Linked DNA regions of Callithrix jacchus: region 2 is linked to region 1. Evidence: chromatin contacts called from public Hi-C data. All regions are on one chromosome and are shown on one strand. The core of a region is the stretch at or near the end of the contact, and the rest is flanking DNA. Distances in the headings are between cores, read along the strand shown.

What was found. Hi-C and Micro-C count contacts between places; a contact is called where the count stands out from the background.
Region 2: a Hi-C map of skeletal muscle shows a contact between it and region 1, with 8 times the contacts expected there. The contact joins the promoter of FBXO28 here to the promoter of CNIH4 in region 1. A contact is called at or near these places in 2 of 3 Hi-C or Micro-C datasets (both in skeletal muscle).

What each region holds. Positions count from the first base shown.
Region 1 is chr19:4,649,553-4,652,863 of calJac240_pri, reverse strand. CNIH4 (cornichon family member 4) reads left to right here and starts at 1,999. Exons shown (of 4, transcript XM_035281445.3): 1 at 1,999-2,148. The coding sequence starts at 2,014. It overlaps NVL (nuclear VCP like), which reads right to left and starts at 1,799. Exons shown (of 24, transcript XR_013529660.1): 1 at 1,721-1,799.
Region 2 is chr19:4,847,474-4,850,742 of calJac240_pri, reverse strand. FBXO28 (F-box protein 28) reads left to right here and starts at 1,939. Exons shown (of 5, transcript XM_002760475.7): 1 at 1,939-2,242. The coding sequence starts at 1,970.

The DNA of each region.
Region 1 (3,311 bases), core at 750-3,249:
TCAGGAGTTCGAGACCAGCCTAGCCAACATGGTGAAACTCTGTCTTTACTAAAAATACAAAAATTAGCCAGGTGTGATGACATGCATTTGTAATCCCACCTACTTGGGAGGCTGAGGCAAGACAATCACTTGAACCCAGGAGCCAGAGGTTGCAGTGAGAAATGAAAAAAGGTGTTTCTGGCCGCTTTGTGGGTAATAGGCTTTAGGTAAAAGCAGAATCAGAGAGATCAGTTAGGAGGCTATTGCAATAGTCTAAGGTGGAGATGATAGTTTGGACTAAGGGTTAGAGGCAAAGACAGTAAGAAGTATTTGGAATATAATTTGAAAGTAAAGCCAATCAGGCTGTTGATGGATGGTATACAGGAAATGAAAGAAAGACTCAGAATGATCCTTAAGGTTTTTGGCCTTACCAACTGGATGAATGGTAGTATCATTTAACAAGATACAGAACACTAAGAAAATCACAAGTTCCACTTGGCCATTTTAATTTGGAGATACGCACGCTGCCTAGGCAGCTGGATATGTTAATCTGTAATTCAAGATAAAATCTGGATTGGAGATATAAATTTAGGGGTCATAAATATATGGAGGCCAGTGCAGTGGCTTGCACCTGTAATCCCAGCACTTTGGAAGGCTCAGGCCTGATTACTTGAACCCAGGAGTTCAAGATCAGCCCGAGTAATGTACTGGAAACCCATCTCTACAAATAATAATAATATATTAGCCAGGTATGGTGGTGCACACCTGTAGTCCCAGCTGCTGTGGAGGCTGAGGAGGGAGGATCACTTCAGTCTGGGAAATCGAGGGTGCAGTGAGCTATGATTGTGCCCATAAACAACCACTGCACTCTAGCCTAGGCAACAGAACGAGATTGTGTCTCGGAAAAATAAAAATAAAATGAAATAAATATATCAATAATATGTAGATACTATTCAAAGGTTATTAGACTGAATGAGATCACATAGGAAGTATGGATAGACAAGGGCGGTGTATGAGGAAAGAGGAGGAAGAGGAGATAAAAGAACAGTAGCTCAGAGCACTTCCAACATTTACAAGTTGGTAGAAAAAGATGGGTCCGAAAAGAAGATTGTTTGGGGGCAGGTGAATAAAAAAAAAAAAAGTAGAATGTGTAGCTCACAAATTACAAAGTGAACAAAAATCTCTCCTATCTTTTAACTTAGACTTCTTGGTTACATTCTAAGGTATTTGCCACACACTGCTTTTTACTGATGTCATTAAAATGAGAAAACCATAGGCAAGGTGCCTGTTACAGTTGCCAGACCCATGTTACCACGTTTTAGTGTTTAAGTTCCTTGAGAACGGAAATTTTTCGTATTACTTATGCCACCCCTTCTCAAGGACCTCTTACAATGAGAGCGTTGGAAGACCATTCCTGTACTAACTTCACAAGCCAAAGAGGTTAAAATTCAAAGGCTAACTCCACTCTCCTGAATGATCAGCGCTGAAGACGACGAGACAACCTGGGCAGCCCCACCAAGCTGCACCCTCCCACCGTCCCTGGCTGCTCCTTGTGACTCCGCACCCACGTGGGTAAGGAAGGCCCCGGCACCACCAACTCAAGAACAGACGCACGCCCAGACCCAGACTGGGGCAAGGAAACTAGTTGAGTTCCACGCGGACGCCGCCAGATAAAAGGGCAGTGGTACCCTGGGGCAGCAATCGGGGCCCATGGCGAGGCCGAGCGGTGCAGAATACACACCTGGATGACTCGCTGCTTGAGTTTATTATCCACGAACCCTGCACGTCTGGGCTTCATCGCGTCGCTCTCCCGAGCCACTGCTCCGATCGCCTGCTCCCAGTGAACCGGGGGCCTCGTAGGGGTTGCCCGGCGCGAATGCCGGGTCAGTAGGACCTGAAATGCGCCCCTCCTGGGTCCTAGCCCGCGCCGTTTCCATCAGAAAAAAAAGTAATGCGAATGAGAGGGAAAAATTCCGAGGAGCGGGAAAAGACTTGAACACATCAGGGAGTTTCTAGGGGCCTTATTTTTCAGGCATGCCCAGTGGGCCTTGGACGTTTAGGCCCCCTTTGAACGCGCTCAACCTTATTGGTTCCCCGCCGGGCGAACCAGGCTGGAGAAGGTTCCTACCCCGGCGCGGCGGGCGGGGAAGCTGTCAGCTACGTCCGCTGGTAAACTTGGTTTGCTTTCCTCAGGCTTTCCAGCCACACTTCATTCCAATACAAAGCTAGTCTTGGCAAAACCCGCGACAGTAGATAGTTGGAGTAATACAATTAGGATACAAACACACCACCAGCCTCTGCTTGCTTTCCCACATAGTTACATTTTTGGGGCCCCACGAAAGAGCTAGGTGAGTAAGGAAAGGAAGGACGGATTTATCCAGATAACTAAGTCATCTGTTACTTTTAGAATTCGTTTGACCTACGCTGTTACGAGCAGCTAATTTGTTGAATATATCCAGTGCAAGACTCCTTGGCCCAGAATTTTATTAAACGTTTCTGTTTGTTCCAGGTGAGTTTATCCTGCAGTTAGGGAGACACAAAGGGATAGTTACCAAGCATTTTTTTTTTTAAGTTGCAAGCTCTAGTTTCTGTTTTCTTCATTTCCATCGTGTTTTGAGTATTCTTATTTCAGGTCCTATTTTGCTTATGACAAGGTTAAGCGCAGTGTATTCAGGGGCAGACGGAGGAGAGAAAATGGAATTAAGGGTGTGAAGCTGGGTAAGGTGGCTCATACTTGTAATCCCAGCACTTTGGGAGGCCGAGGTGGGCGGATCTCTTGAGGTCAGGAGTTCGTGACCATCCTGGCAAACATGGTGAAACGTCGTCTCTACTAAAAATACAAAAATAAGCACTGAATTAAGTATTAGATTTCCCACTCAAACTATTGGTCCCTTTGGCTGCAACTTCATTTCCTACTTCTTCGCTATACTCTTTAATTTTTATTTTATTTATTTTTTTTGAGACAGAGTCTAACACCATCACCCAGGCTGGAGTGCAGTGGTGCGATCTTGGCTCATTGCAACCTCTGCCTACTGGGTTCGAGCTGTTCTGCCTCACACTCCCGAGTAAACGGGACTACAGGTGTCCACCACCACACTCCGATAATTTTTTATAATTTTAGTAGAAACAGGTTTCATCATATTGGCCAGGCTAGTCTCGAACTCATGACGTCGTGATCTGCCTGCCTCAGCCTCCCAAAGTACTGGAATTACAGGTGTGAGCCACCTCCCTGGGCCATTTTAATTTTTTTTAGTTGTGGTAAAATATAAGAAAATTTTACCATTTTAAACATTTTAAAGTGTGCAGTTTAGTGATATTAAATACATTCATGA
Region 2 (3,269 bases), core at 690-3,189, 200 kb before region 1:
AAACGTTAATACTTTTGAATAATTTATTGGCCAATCATCTAGCAATGTCTACCTCAAACACAACTCATGTGCTTTTTTTGCATGAATACTACATTATGTTGTGTCATCATGTTAATAGGCATATGAAATTGGTTCCTCCTATAACTGTGATGTCAGTCTTGATCATTTGGTTATGATGGTGTCCACCAAACTTCTCTATCATAAACTTGTGTTTTTTTTTTTTTTTTTTTGAGACAGGTCTCACCCTGTCACCAGGCTGGAGTGCAGTGGTGGGCTGATGGTTCACTGCAGCCTTGAATTCCTGTGGCTCAAGCAATCCTCTCATCTCAGCTTCCTGAGTAGGTGGGCTGGGACCCCAGGTGCCACCACCACACTTGCCTAATTTTTTGTGGAGATGGGTTTCTCCATGTTGCCCAGGCTGGTCTCCAACTCCTGGGCTCGAGTGATTCTCCCTCTTCAGCCTTCCAAAGTGCTGGAATACAGGCGTGAGTCACCATGCTCAGCCTTGTAAATTATTTCTTTTCATTTTTGTAAATAACATATAATTTATGGGAAGTTATTTTGAGACTATGTAAATATCATGTTCCTCATCACATGTTTACCTCCTAGTTTTAGTACCTTTTGATGATTCTTGCCTAAATCAGTTGTTATTAGAATATAATTCATACATAATAAAATTCATTAAAGTATATAGTAATTCAGTGGTTTTTGTATATTCATACCGTTGTGTAACCATCACCACTAATTCCAGATGTTAGATATAGTGAACTCCAGTTTCTCTTCAAAGAATCAGTATGTCAGTATGATCAGCTCTCTTATTCTTTAATTTTTCCATTTTAAAGTTTAACTTCCTTGTAATTTCAGTAAACAACCTTTTCCACCAGTTCTAATAAGTAGTTCATATCTGTTTCCCCCAGTTCCCTGCTCCCTTCTGACTCATCCAGATCACCTGCTCTGGTCACCTGCCCTGGTCACCTGCTTTGACCTGAGTCACCTCTGGTCACCTGCTCTGCCCTGTCCTGTAAACATCCTTCCCACCAAACTACCCACTCTGCCACTCTGGCTCATACCCCTGCTGTCTTTAAAATAGCCAGTTGGAATTAGGCTAGACTGTGCAGTGTAACCCTAGCCAATAGGGGAATGATGCAGCAGTAGGGGCTACCTGAGGCAGTAATAAGGACCCCCTCCCTTCCCTTGTCCAGATGTGTGCTCACCATTGCTCCATCTGTAAGATGCACCCTTCTATAGAAGTAAAATGCCTTGCTGAGGAAATTTATATTCAAGTGCTACTTATTTTGTGGCACTGAAAATTTACATATAACACAGAGCATTTTTGTCAACCCAAAAATGAAACCCTTCATCCTTCAGCAGTCACCCCCCTTTTCCCCAGTCCCCCCAGCCTCTGGCAACCACTAATCTACTTTTGTCTCTATGGATTTGCCTATTTGAGACATCCCATATAAATGGAATCATACACTATGTGGTCCTTTGTGTCTAACTTCTTTCACTTAATATGTTCTCACGGTTCATCCATGTTGTAGTTCTTATCGAGATTTCACCCCTTTTTATTTGCCTAAATCAATCATTTCTATGATTCCTGAAAAAAATGGTGCTACTCTACATTATTTCCACTACATTTATTAGGCAACATCTTTATCATCCTGTCAGGAAGCTCTTTAAGAAGACTGCCCCAGTGAAGTTCATTTTAACAAGTAGGGTTCCCTTGCTCTCAAGCAGTTACTAATCTTAGACAAAAGGGTCTAGGATGACCACCTTTCTCGGGGTTTACATGACCTTCCCTCACTTCCACTTGAAAGGCACCGTGTGAGTCTCTCCCAGCCTGTTATCCCACAGGCTCCTCCCCTTTCTTCCAGGTACCCCTTTCCCGGCGGCTGCAGGAGGCGGAAGTGACGCACAGGAAGTGTCCCTGTTCCCCTTGCCGTGGGGGGGAAGGAATCAAACCCCCAAGATGGCGGCGGCGGCGGCGGCGGAGGAGCGGATGGCAGAGGAAGGAGGCGGTGGCCACGGCGACGGCAGCTCCTCTTTGGCCGCCGGCTCTACCCAGCGGCAGCCCCCACCGCCTCCGCCCCAGCACCCGCAGCCGGGGTCCCAGGCGCTCCCAGCGCCGGCGCTGGCTCCAGACCAGCTGCCTCAAAACAACACGCTTGTGGCGCTGCCCATCGTAGCCATCGAGAACATCCTCAGCTTTATGTCCTACGACGAAATCAGCCAGCTCCGTCTGGTGAGGCCCCTGCGGAACCCAGCCTCCCTCTCCCCCGGGCCGAGGTCTTGAGGAGGGAGGAGAGGGGAGCACGGTCCCCAGGGAGGGAGCCCCCCCCGCGAGCCCCTGCCGGCTACAGATCCAGGAGGACGCCGCTCCCGTCCCGAACTCTCCCTGGGCGTCCGTCAGCAGGAGTGGGCTGGTTCCCGATTGCGTCTTAGCTGCGGAGCTGGGGTGACTTCCTGGGGGAACTTCGTCTTGGGGGCTCCTTGCCCCCCGCCAGGAAGCCGGGCCTCTGCGGAGGGGTAGCGGAGGTGGTCCTTCCCCTTCCGCCCTGCCTGGGAGTGGACCGAGGGGTCCTGTCGCCTGCCTTTTGTGTACCGCTCCCAGCCCCCGGCCTGGGTTAGGGTAGAAAACTCCGAAGGAGGCAGATGATCCCAGCCAGGCTTGGTTTGTCTTGCAAGGAGAACGTATTGTTCCCCACCCCAACCACCCAAGTTTCCTTGTCGAGAAGATTGAGTAGGGTGGCTCAGTTACCCCAAAGCAGGTCGAGGTTCCGAAGAATTCCAACGTGTTGTTTAGTCTTGGCCCCAGCGCCCTATTTGACCGCTAAAGTAGAGCCTTGGCAAATGACCGTCCCCGCTTTGCCTCATCCCAATGCTTCCCACCCGTAATGAAACAACTTACCCCTTGACAAGAGTTCTTTCTCTTTCGCAGTTTATTTTCTAACTAATGACTTACGCCCACCCACCTGCTGTGGGAGAGGTTTCTTTATACCTTAAAATCACAATAGTTCAGTCCATGATGTTTATAAAGAGTGAATTTGCCATTGGGCTTTTACTTCACTCCAGAGGTTTGACTGAAGGTGTGGTGAATGTCAGTCAGTCAGATATTTTGCTGCCTTTCAATGAAATTATCTTTAAGTGGTAAAGAAATTGAAGGAGGTGGACATTTTGAAGTGATTGCAAACCGATACTGTGGAGAAGCTAAATCTGCTCGGGATTGTTTTTAAGAGGACAAAGACATATTTCTGAATGTGCTGTGTATG